Regions from separate parts of the Mus musculus genome. Here regions 1 and 2 are each linked to region 3. The links are chromatin contacts, called in public promoter capture Hi-C maps. All regions are on one chromosome and are shown on one strand. Each heading gives the region's core, a stretch centred on a gene start, on an enhancer-like site or on the middle of the called end of the contact. The rest is flanking DNA. Distances are from core to core; before and after follow the strand shown.

What was found. Promoter capture Hi-C pulls out the DNA fragments that hold promoters and counts their contacts. Capture Hi-C pulls out chosen DNA fragments and counts their contacts.
Region 1: a promoter capture Hi-C map of the HPC-7 cell line shows a contact between it and region 3. The contact joins the promoter of BC048507 here to the promoter of Zfp759 in region 3. A contact is called at or near these places in 17 of 39 promoter capture datasets (3T3-L1-derived adipocytes, the C10 cell line, the HPC-7 cell line and 10 more) and 1 of 9 other capture datasets (macrophages).
Region 2: a contact with region 3 is called in a promoter capture Hi-C map of adipose tissue, with 7 times the contacts expected there. The contact joins the promoter of Zfp85 here to the promoter of Zfp759 in region 3. A contact is called at or near these places in 14 of 39 promoter capture datasets (the 3T3-L1 cell line, the C10 cell line, the HPC-7 cell line and 10 more), 2 of 115 datasets of contacts at active chromatin or transcription factors (astrocytes and embryonic limb bud) and 3 of 9 other capture datasets (adipose tissue, liver and macrophages).

The regions. Positions count from the first base shown.
Region 1 is chr13:67,861,575-67,865,389 of GRCm38.p6, forward strand. BC048507 (cDNA sequence BC048507) reads left to right here and starts at 1,752. Exons shown (of 1, transcript NM_001001185.3): 1 at 1,752-2,349. The coding sequence starts at 1,932. The coding sequence ends at 2,201.
Region 2 is chr13:67,753,139-67,756,820 of GRCm38.p6, forward strand. It overlaps Zfp85 (zinc finger protein 85), which reads right to left and starts at 2,064. Exons shown (of 4, transcript NM_001001130.3): 1 at 1,925-2,064. The coding sequence starts at 1,930. It overlaps Zfp85os (zinc finger protein 85, opposite strand), which reads left to right. Exons shown (of 3, transcript NR_027969.1): 2 at 1-56; 3 at 1,441-3,682.
Region 3 is chr13:67,126,919-67,130,494 of GRCm38.p6, forward strand. Zfp759 (zinc finger protein 759) reads left to right here and starts at 1,310. Exons shown (of 4, transcript NM_172392.3): 1 at 1,310-1,396. The coding sequence starts at 1,391.

The DNA of each region.
Region 1 (3,815 bases), core at 502-3,001, 740 kb after region 3:
AAAATGCCTTACCATTGGATTTCATGGAGTCATTTCCTCAAATGAGGGCCCTTTCTCTCTGATGACTCTAACTTGTATCATGTTGACACACAAAAGCAGCCAGTACTGAGGTGGTGGGCCAGGAACATGAGATTTACAGGCTGGCCCTACTTCCTGTCTGTGCTCTGCTTACTGTGTGTGATGTGTACTCTGACCTGGCACTTCCTGCCACCATATCATCCCTGCCTGCTGCCTTGTCTTCCCACCATGGTGGAATAATCCTGTTGAGCTGCAAGCCAGAATAAACCCTTCCTCCTCTCGTTGCTTTTTATTAAGCATTGGGTGATAGCATTGAGAGATGTAATTAATAAGACATGTACATATTTTTCCTGGAATTCTGTGCCATAGTGAACATATTAAACATTAATAAGTGCTTAAATTGCTATTAACTCTTTGTTTTTAAATGTAAAAGTTAGAAAGGAAAAGGGGCCCAGAATGGGGAAGAGATTTGTTATTTCTGTCTGTCCTCTTCCTCTTCCTCCTCCTCTCCCTCCTCCTCCTCTTCCTCTTCTTCCTCCTCTTCCTCCTCCTCTCCTCCTCCTCCTCTTTGTTTTTGGTTTGTTTGTTTTGTTCTGTTTTGTTTCTGTTGACATAGGTTTTCTCTGTAGCCCCAGCTGTCCTAAAACTGGCTCTGTAGACCCGGCTGGCCTTGAACTCACAGAGATCCATCCACCTGCCTCTGCCTCCCAAGTACTGTGATTAGTTGAATGGGCTGCCAAAGCCAGGAAGATTGCTCTTTTCTGCTAATCAGTGGCCCCATTTACTGCTGAGAAATGATAAGAACTAAGAGCTTATAGTAGTTATAAAGTTGGGGGTATCAGGCATGAGTCACTTGCAAAGGCTCGGAAATTTTTCTTGCATATCTGTGGGTAAATCTTGCTCTCTTAACCTTGTCTGGGAACTTGCAATTAACCAGAAGCTTCAAATAAGTAAAATGGGGGGAAAAATGGTAACGTAGGTACATCCAATTCAAATTGAAATATGATCTGAATCTTTATATAATTTCATGTATTAGCCAGGGCTGTGGGCAGTGTGCGGATTTTTCTGTTGCGGGTGGTTTGAGAATGTTTTCAGCTGATGCACAGTGCCATCTTCAGGTCTGTGAACACAGCTGCGAACATGTCAGCAAGGTATGACAGCAAATGTTATGGGTTAATTGAATCTTTCAGGAATATGAACACAGAGCTCCGGCGTGTGCCCGTATTTGGAAACAGGAGCATCACAGGTATAACTAATTAAGATGAAGCCATTAGAGGTTCATCAGGTCCCGCGTGTTTAAATCAGTCTTTCTGAAGTTTCTTAGGGAAATACGCTCATTTTTCCCCCTCGTGAAATAGACACAGTGCGCCGGGCGTGGTGGCGCACGCCTTTAATCCCAGGACTCGGGAGTCTGAGTTAGAGGCTAGCCTGGTCTACAAAGTGAGTTCCAGGACAGCCAAGGATATACAGAGAAACCCCGTCTCGAAAAACCAAAAAAAAAAAAAAAAAAAAGTTTTGATTTTATTGGAGAGTAGGCCGGTTCATTTAAAATATTTCCCTCAAGCAACAGCAGTGTCTGCTGCTTCCACTGCATTTCCTCACACATGTGAATTTCTGATTCATGAAAAGCCAGGTCTCCAGGGTTCGGCTCCCCACCTCAGAGGGTCAGCGGGTAATTGTGCAGTCACAATGAGGCGGTTTCTTGCTTTTTGTGACAAAATAAACCACCTACCAAATGGCTCCTGAAGGGGTAAAGAAAAGGTAGCAAACGCATACAGTTAAATATTTAGCTAAGAGATGCGCCACGGCTTCGGCTTCAGCAGGGACCGGCTGTCTGCTGCTGCTGCTTGAGCACCGCCAGCATCTTCCCTAGGGGCACGCAGCGGCCGATTGGCCCCTGCTCCGCGGTAACCATGTGCGATCGGAAGGCAGTGATAAAAACTGTAGACATGTCGGAAGAGATGCAGCAGGACTCGGTGAGGTGTGCTATCCAGGCGCTGGAGAAGTACAGCACAGAGAAGGATATTGCGGCCCATATCAAGAAGGAGTTTGACAAGAAGTACAACCCCACCTGGCACTGCATTGTGGGCCGGAACTTCGGTAGTTACGTGACGTACGAAACCAAACACTTCGTCTACTTCTACCTGGGTCAGGTGGCCATTCTTCTCTTCAAATCTGGGTAAAAGCGTGGACTGACTGCATCCTAAATGTCAAATACCAGAGTCCGGATCTTCAGCCTTGTTAAGGGAACGCCTCGTCTGAACCTGTTGTGTTCTGTAGAGGGCCTCATTCTCTGTACAAGTTTGTGGTTATAAAATTAGTGAAACAGCTTACATTTGTATTTATTTTCTAGCCCATACTTCTGTACCCTAGTTTTTTCTCCCTTAGGTCATTCCTTTAAAAATAAATCTGGTGGAGATGCCATAAAAAAAAGAAAAAAAAAAAAAAAAGAAAAATCTTAACACGGTTGCGCATGGGAGGTGGGTGTGGCGGGGGGCGGCGGGGGGGGGGGGAGATTAAGTTCAAGAAAACAGACCAGCCCTGTTTTCCTTCCTTTTATTTATGAGTTTTGACCTTGAATAACAACTGTTGGCCTTGGAGCTATGTTTTCTCTATAAGAAATATGCATTTGTCTTTCAAATCTTTTAGGATGGTTATAAAGAGATTGAATGTAAATCCAGTGTTGTTTGTTGAAGTCTATCATAACACATGCTAATGAGATCACTCATGCCCACCGAGATAGCGTCACTGCCTGTTCAGGCCACAAGATACTTCTTATGACAAGACACTTGAGGTATCTCCATTTCAAAATATTATTAACAGGGCTGGAGAGATGGCTCGGAGCTTAAGAGCACTGGCTGCTCTTCCAGAGGTCCAGAGTTCAATTCCCAGTATCCATATGGTGGCTCAGAGTGGCTCATAAGCATCTATAGTGAGAATTGGTGCCCTCTTCTGGCCTGCTAGCATACATGCAGGAAGAATGCTGACTACACGATAAATAAATAAATAAATAATCTTTAAAAATATTATTGGCAATTTAAAATATCTTCTAGTGTGTCTTTCTTTACCCCTCCCTCCCTCCCTCCCTCCCTCCCTCCCTCCCTCCCTCCCTCCCTCCCTCCCTCACTCCCTCCCTCCCTCCCTCCCTCCCTTTTTAAAGCTGAAAGGGAGAGATTTAATATGGCCACACTGGGAAGAGGAGCAAAGAAAACTGTCTTCCCTAAGTCCATAATTGGGGATCCTAAGGTGAGGATTTCATCAATGGATGAAAGCCCCTGTAACCCTGGGAGCCACTGTCACCTACTGTATTGTCTGAGTGGCATTGTTTCTGTACTGAGAGCTAGAATGGCATCTTTCATATTTATTTCCTGTTTATACCTTGTGCCCGTTATACCTTTACCACAACCAAAGTTTTGTTCTTGTGGATTCATCCATTCTCTGTGGTTTTAATGAGCTCCGTGTTAATGAGGTCTCACAGTCAAAACAACCATGCAAAGCTTTGAACAGAGAGGAGTAATGGAAAATAATTAGGATCTATTTTAGGTCCCTGGTCTGTCAGTGTCAGCAGGAAGAGAGGGAACAGACTCTGTGTAATGAGCAGAGGACATAGCTCAGCAGGGAGCCGTCTTAATGAATTTACCCAAGCTAATCTGGAAAGGCTGGACAAAGAACAAACTTAGACTCCTGTGTGTTTAACCACTGAGCCTGTTTTATTCGAAGCTTGGTTTTCAGGCTTTAGAAACCGTAGTCTGTATGAAGAAAGTATATACACTCAACGTTGGGGCTTTTCAAAAAAA
Region 2 (3,682 bases), core at 814-3,313, 630 kb after region 3:
CACGGGTGTTCCCTGAGCAGTCTGCAGCAGTTCTTTCTAGCTCCAAATTTTCAGATGTGAGTAATATAGCATGAAGTAACCATGGAAATCAGGGAAGTATAAAGGGAGCATGTGGGGAGGGGCATGAGAAATGCGTAGCAGGACACAGGTGATCTGAAGTGGGAAAGGGAAAACCTACGGGGAAGGGGGGTCAACTGGGAAAATGGTGGGAGGTCAACACAGATGGAGAAAGGGTAGAATAAACCTGGAGGGGGTTTCAATTGGCAAGAAGAAAGGAGGTCCATACAGATGGAGAGGAAGGGCGAGATAAGGAAAACGAATACCAAACCTCATGAAATCATATTATTTTATACTTACTGAAACTTATACACTATATATTATATGCAAACTTAGACAAAAACCACAAGAGCTCTCAACCCCAGAGCTAACTCTCTAGGCCTCGTGATGTTTAACTTTTTAAGTCATTTATTTTTATTTTTGTGCATATGTTGTTGCCATCTTGTATGATGGTGCACCACATGGTTACCCTGGAGACCAGAAGATGTTATTGGTTCCCTGGAACTGCAGTTATAGACAATTATGAACCACTGTGTGCCTGGTGGGGGCTGAACAATGTTCCTTTGCTAGAGAAACAAGTGCCTCTATTTAAAAAATAAATTATTTTTGATAATCTTAGGTAGCACACGTAACCTTAAATTTGACATTTTCTTTTAAATAGGTCTGTTTGATAAATATATTAAATATAAATGTGTATATGTATATATTAAATGCATGCATGTGTGACCTGTGATATAAGCATTTTGCTGTATCACCTCTACCTTCTAAGAAACGGGATCTAAGGTACAAGAAAATGTACTTTTCACACCATAAAATGTAAAATGACATGTTCTTAGTTTCCTGAACATTAATGGCATTGACTAGAAAGTGTCCATATTATTGTAATTATAGTTAGATAATACATAGAAAATACTGGTATTATGATAATGTAGTTTAAAGCCCATGCTTCTTAGGTATAGATTTGAATGCTGTAAGTCAGTCTCCAGCACACAAATCAATTTGACTGAAGTGTGGCAAAAACAGCACAAAGGACAGAGTGAGCAAAGGCTGTATACAAAGCACGGGGTGAGCAGCTGGCTGTATACAAATGCCATGGGGAGCAGACTGTTGTATACAATCACAAGACCTTTAGTGAGCCACATTTCTTCAACCCCATCTCTCAATCTTTCCACACAATACAAATACCTGGGCAACTTATCTCTCCTTTCACAAAAGGAGTCCAAATTTCTGACATCGCAGTCTCTGGTGCAATTGTATGTGGTAATATTCTCTAGTATTTTCCACTCTGCAGTGTTGTAGGATCAGTGATAGCTGGGAAGGTACAAAGCTCAGAGTGCCCCCTCGATGAGAATTTTTTTTTTTTTTTTTTTTTGCCTCATACAGGTGTGTGAATGTGAGGGTTCTGTCACAGTGGGTAAAGGAGTGATTCCTATCCAAAGTGAGCCGCCCTGAAAACAATTTATCACAAAGAAAACGGGACGAACATCCCATACACCAAACTCCCCCGCCAGAACTCACTGTCCTGGAAACTATGAGCCACACGAACTCAAAACAAGAGTCCTGGGCCTGTCATAGAATATGGGAGGGCTCAGAAAAACCCACTTGCTCTAGATTTCCTGAGGGATCTGACAACAGCAATGTGAAAGCTAGTAACAGCAAGCTTCCCCAGCCAAGGTGCTGTGTGAGCTTTCATCACAGCCTGTCTCTGGCATGGTCAGCCAAGCCACCCCTAAGCCTAGATCTGCACTGCACATCCAAATGGGCTTCTCTCCGCCTCCTGCCCAGCCCTCCCCCGCTCCCTGCACGCCGGACCCGCCTACCCGCAGAGTTCCTGGATTTGCAAGTCTAGGCTGCACCCGGGACCAACCTTCATGTTAAGCGCGAAGAACAAGCCACACTGTCCCAACTTTGAGAACACCGCAGAGTTTGGAGAATCACAAACGTAAAAAGAACCCGGAAGCACAGAGAGCAGAGTCCTGTCTAGCGGGGTCATACAGAAAGAGAGAGAGAGACTACATTTCCCAGAAGTCTACGCGAAGGACTACCCGGAACCAAAGAAGGCAAAGAATTTAAAGCGCATGGATTGTATGTAACTGGAATTAGGCTGCTTTTAAAAATCCCAAATTTACAAAGGGCATTTTGAGAATATGAGTCCAGCCTTTAACGGTAATATGTATTAGATTTACTTCTTACTCTGATCAATGCTGTGACTTAAAAAGCTCAGGGGTTCCTAGAATCTTATGGGGGGCAGAAAAAAAATCACATTGAGTCAATTTTACTTTAAAATAACGGAGCAAGAAGCTACTTTAGGGCACACCACAAACTCTTTAGGATAGTTTTTGAAACCAAGTTTCCTGGAAATATTCTGAAATCTCAGCTACTCTGGGGTTTGAGACAGAAGAATCACAAGTCTATGTCCCAAATTACACAGTACCAAAAGAGATGGGGGCTACTCACTGGTGAAGCACTTGCCTGGAGTGAAGGAGGCCTTGGTTTAATACCCATTATGACACTAAATCAAAGAGGAAAAAAAAATAACCGAACAGATTTGATGTGTACACTGAAATCCACGGTTTGGGGCGTGGACTAGGGAACACAGATGTCTCTTACCTATAAGTCCCAGAAACCCTTTGAGATTTTCATCTGTCCTTAGTCCCCTTGTCCACACGTTCCTCCGATATCCGTGTAAACAATTTAACATTTGAGAGAGCTTCACCAGATTCTCTTTCACAATCTCATACAACTATTCACCACCAAATGTTCTTCCTGGCTCCTCTCCCAGTTAGAGGAAAACTGGTCTTGGAATCAGTATGGTGTGTGAACTGACTCCTGACCCACTATCCAACACTCATCATAAGATTTCTCTCTGTATTACTTCGGATCTGCCCTATTCAACTTCCAGTCTCTTTCTGGACTCCTTACATTACTCCCATTCATGTGGAAGTACTTAAAGGTTCTTTTGTTTTGTTTTGTTTTTTGCTTGAAGTTCACTCTATTCCCTCATCTCATAACACAGGAATGAATCTTCCTTTAATACAAAGGTATCAGAAATATGTTCCTGATCATACAGAATGAACTCATTGCAAGAAAGGGGCTGGACTGACACCACGGAGTGATGGGACTCCCTATCTCGTGTGTATGTATTCCTGTACTGGTAACATCTGAGACCCAACGATAAACCCCACGAGAGGAAAGAGTTTGTTTTCGTGCCATGGTCACTGATTCACAATGAGATTACTTCTTGGATGAGAGAGTGGGAAGATCAGATTGTTCTTTTTTTGTTTCATCACCAGAAAGAAATTGTGCTGGGTTTTATATCAATTTGACACAAGCTAAAGTCATCAGAGGAGGAAGCCTCAGTGAGAAAAAGCCTCTATATGGTTGGGCTGTGGGCAAGCCTGTAGGGCATTTCATCTTCACAATAAGTAATAGATGTAGGAGGGCCTAGGATGTTGTGGGTGGTGCCAACCTTGGGCTGGGGTCCTGGGTTCTCTAAGAATCAGGCTGAGTAAGCAACACCTCTCCATGGCCTTGCATCTGCTCCTGCTTCCAGATTCCTGCCCTGTTTGAGGTTCTGTCTTGGCTTTCTCCAATGGACAGTAGTCCAGGATATGTAAACCAAATA
Region 3 (3,576 bases), core at 60-2,559:
TTTTGTGGTTTCTGTCAATGCCCTTCACTGCAGCATTCAGGAGGAGGACAGACCAGTCATGACACTTGCCAATCAAGTACAGGTACATGTATTGTTCCTTGACTCTAATTTTTCTAATTTGAGGAAGCCGTTCTGCATTCCTGGATAAACATACTCACTGGAAAAGAAGAATTAAATATGGACTCGGCACAGTATCTTCTTTGAAACAGCTTCTTTTTGAATCATTAGGATTCAGGGAAGTAGGAAGTCTTTTCTGTAACAGGGTTTGTAACTTTGACTCAACCATGAACTGCACAAGAATAAACCTTCCCAAGAAGAGACATGAATTCTCAATACTCTATGTTTCCAGTGTAACTCCTTTAATACAGTGATCTCATTAGACAGTATTATGAATATTTCTGATATCTTTGTATTCAAGAAGAAAATATCTCAGTGTTCTGTTTAGGAGAAGTGAGGGAAATTCAAGACAGATAACACTAATGTTCAAATATTGTCAAATATGACCGATGACAGGATCAGTGCAGAGACAGAAAAATCAATAAGGAACATCAAACCTAAGGCAGGGGGAAATCCTATAGTGCACAGTGGATTAAGAGTTAGTACACACGCCGGGCGTGGTGGCGCACACCTTTAATCCCAGCTCTCCGGAGGCAGAGGCAGGCAGATTTCTGATTTCGAGGCCAGCCTGGTCTACAGAGTGAGTTCCAGGACAGCCAGAGAAACCCTATACAGAGAAACCCTGCCTCGAAAAAAAAGAGTTAGTACACACATCATTGTGATCCCAGTAACTCTGTCCCGCCCCTTGGGAGACATACAGAAGAGAAAAACCAGTGGAGTGCTCAGAAAACATCTGCTGGTGACTAGCTTTGATTTCTAATTCTTCTATCTTAAGCGACTAGGATGGTTTCAATAGAATCGTAAAGAGATAATGCTCACTCCTACATTAACTTCCTGCTTCCACATTCTTAAATAAAGCAGATCATGAAAGCATGAATTTTCCATTTGTTAATAAGATTCTATAGTAGGTCGGAGTTTTTAAATCAAAATGTTTTATCAGAGATAACATGGAAACCTGATAGGCGGGATTAATGTGAAAGGTTCAGCTCACAGGCAAACATTTCGTGCCGTGACCAAGGACTGTAAAAGAGCCCAAATTCCCTGTGCATGTCCATGTGCACCTGCTCTCAGTGGACTGTAATCCAGGCAGTGTACAAAACCTCTTCAGTGGGTTCCCGGAAGTCCTTCCAATTGATTTGTGGGAAATGTAGTCCCGGCCCCTGTGACGGCATCAGAAAGTGCTGTCAGCATCAAATTTCCATATTCTTTCGTCAAAGGTCGCTTCTCAAATTTGTGCAGTTGTCCTGTTGAGCGCTGCATTTGGATTTCTGACATGGAGGTTGGTGCAGGGAACAGCACCATCTTGCAGATATGAGGGACTGTGCAGGGTGGCGGGTAGGGCACGGAGAGTGCCGGCTTGGGCTTGTTGTGAGACAGGAAGCTGCTGACCTGGAGATGCTGTGCTGACCTAGGCTGGGTCACTGTCCCTGGGCACAGGTTTGATGAGGAGAACGTTAGAAACTACAGGATGGCAAGGGCAGGCAGGGTCTGCACACTGCCTGTGCCTGCGATGCTGACCAGAGCTCAAGCATGTTTAAAGGGAAACGTGCTCGGCCTAGTTGACCCATTCTCACTGGCTGTAGTCAGATTCTCTGGACATACAGAACACGGGGACATCTACCGCCCCCTATACGTCATGTCCTGGAGACTACTCCTTGTTTGAGTTCACACAGCTTTCTAAAGTTCCTAGTGTCCAGGGACAGAGAGTCCTGTGACGGTGATTGTTGTGTGGGGTGTTAATTACTTTTCCTTTGGAATGAATTGTTAGATTTATGGATGCCTTGGTTAGAGTGGGAATTTCTAATAGACATCTCAGTGACATGATTCCTCACAATACATGGCTGTATAGCCACAGAATAATCTTGTAATTGGTAACATCCCGTGTTTGCACAATCTATGTAATTATGGATTTTACACAGATTAAAAATGACTAGACAGTAATACCTCAACGGTTCTGAGTATGTTTGTGTTCTGAGTATGTGTTCTGTCCAGTATTTGGACTTCTTTTCAGATGTGAGAGATAGATGACTTGGTGTGATGAGAGAAAGATCGCTGGGAGGAGCTGGAAAGTCTGAAAGGGAAGGAGGAAATATCTCTGCTCATCTGCCAGGCTCTGTACATTGTTCTCTTTAATCTGGCAGGATCTGGATATTGTCTCATCATGTGATTTTCTTATGTATGTTCCTATTATTGGCAGTGTTCGAACTCTCTTAAATTTTCCCTGTCCCTCAATGTGACTTTCAGGTTTACTGATGCACCCTTAATAGTTTTAGGAAGAAGTCTTCAAATTTTTCAACTGTATTAGAAAGGCTGCAAGATAAATTTCAAAACCTGTGGCATACTTGGGAACTTATGATTTGCATATAGTAGGTTCCTGTTCATGCAAAATGCATAGTTGTCCTTTTGAAGAGTTAAGAGAATAGTTTAGTCCAGAGCCATTTTTGTAGCCATGATCTGAGAACACAGGTTTAATTAATCCAAATTCCATGCTCCAACATGAAATCTATTTCATGGTTTTACAGAACAAAGAATGTCATTAACCTAAGAAAGCTTAAAATACATTGGTGTAAGTCTGATAGAGGTATGTATATGTACCTTGAGATATGGGAGATATTCTATTCACCTAAGATACCATCTGCTGAGATTTTAGCTTTTGGGTTGATAGAATCTCATGTTCTGCCTAGTCAGTGGATTCTGAGAGGTTTTTATCTATTAACAAGCTGTGTGGTCCACTACATAGTGAGGCAAGGACTGTCCCTGAAGGGAAAATCAGCCCAAGACAGCTAACCCTGAACCTGCAGAATTCCAGGCTCTGCCCCTCAGTGAACTTCCACGTGGGCCATCAGTCTCTGCACACACAGACTCCTTACAAGAGTTTTGCATTCACAACATACACACAGGTTTTCTTTGTGTGTTTGTTTTTTCAGGGTTTCTTCTCCACATCCCCTCCTCCATCTCAGGCGATCTTGCTTATACTGTCCTCAGTCAAACCAAGCTTTAGTGAGCTGGAGATAAACAAGATAAACAAGATTGAGGGACACTGGATCCAGCTAACCAACAGAAACAGGACCCAAATGATTAGATTCAGAAATGAACAGGGAGATTTTACAACAGATACCAAAAACTTCAGACTATCATAAAGGGATATTTTGAAAATCTGTCCAGTGTAATTGGAAAATCTAAAAGACATCACTCATATCTACTTGTTGTAGACAACTTTGTACTGGCTAGTTTTGTCTCAACTTGACACAGGCTGGAGTTATCACAGAGAAAGGAGCTTCAGTTGGGGAAATGCCTCCACGAGATCCAGCTGTAAGGCATTTTCTCAATTAGTGATCGTGGGCAGGGGGGGGGTCCCTTTGTGGGTGGTGCCATCTCTACATCAAGCTGGTAGTCTTGGTTCTATAAGAGAGCAGGCTGAGCAAGCCAGGGGAAGAAAACCAGTAAAGTAGCATCCCT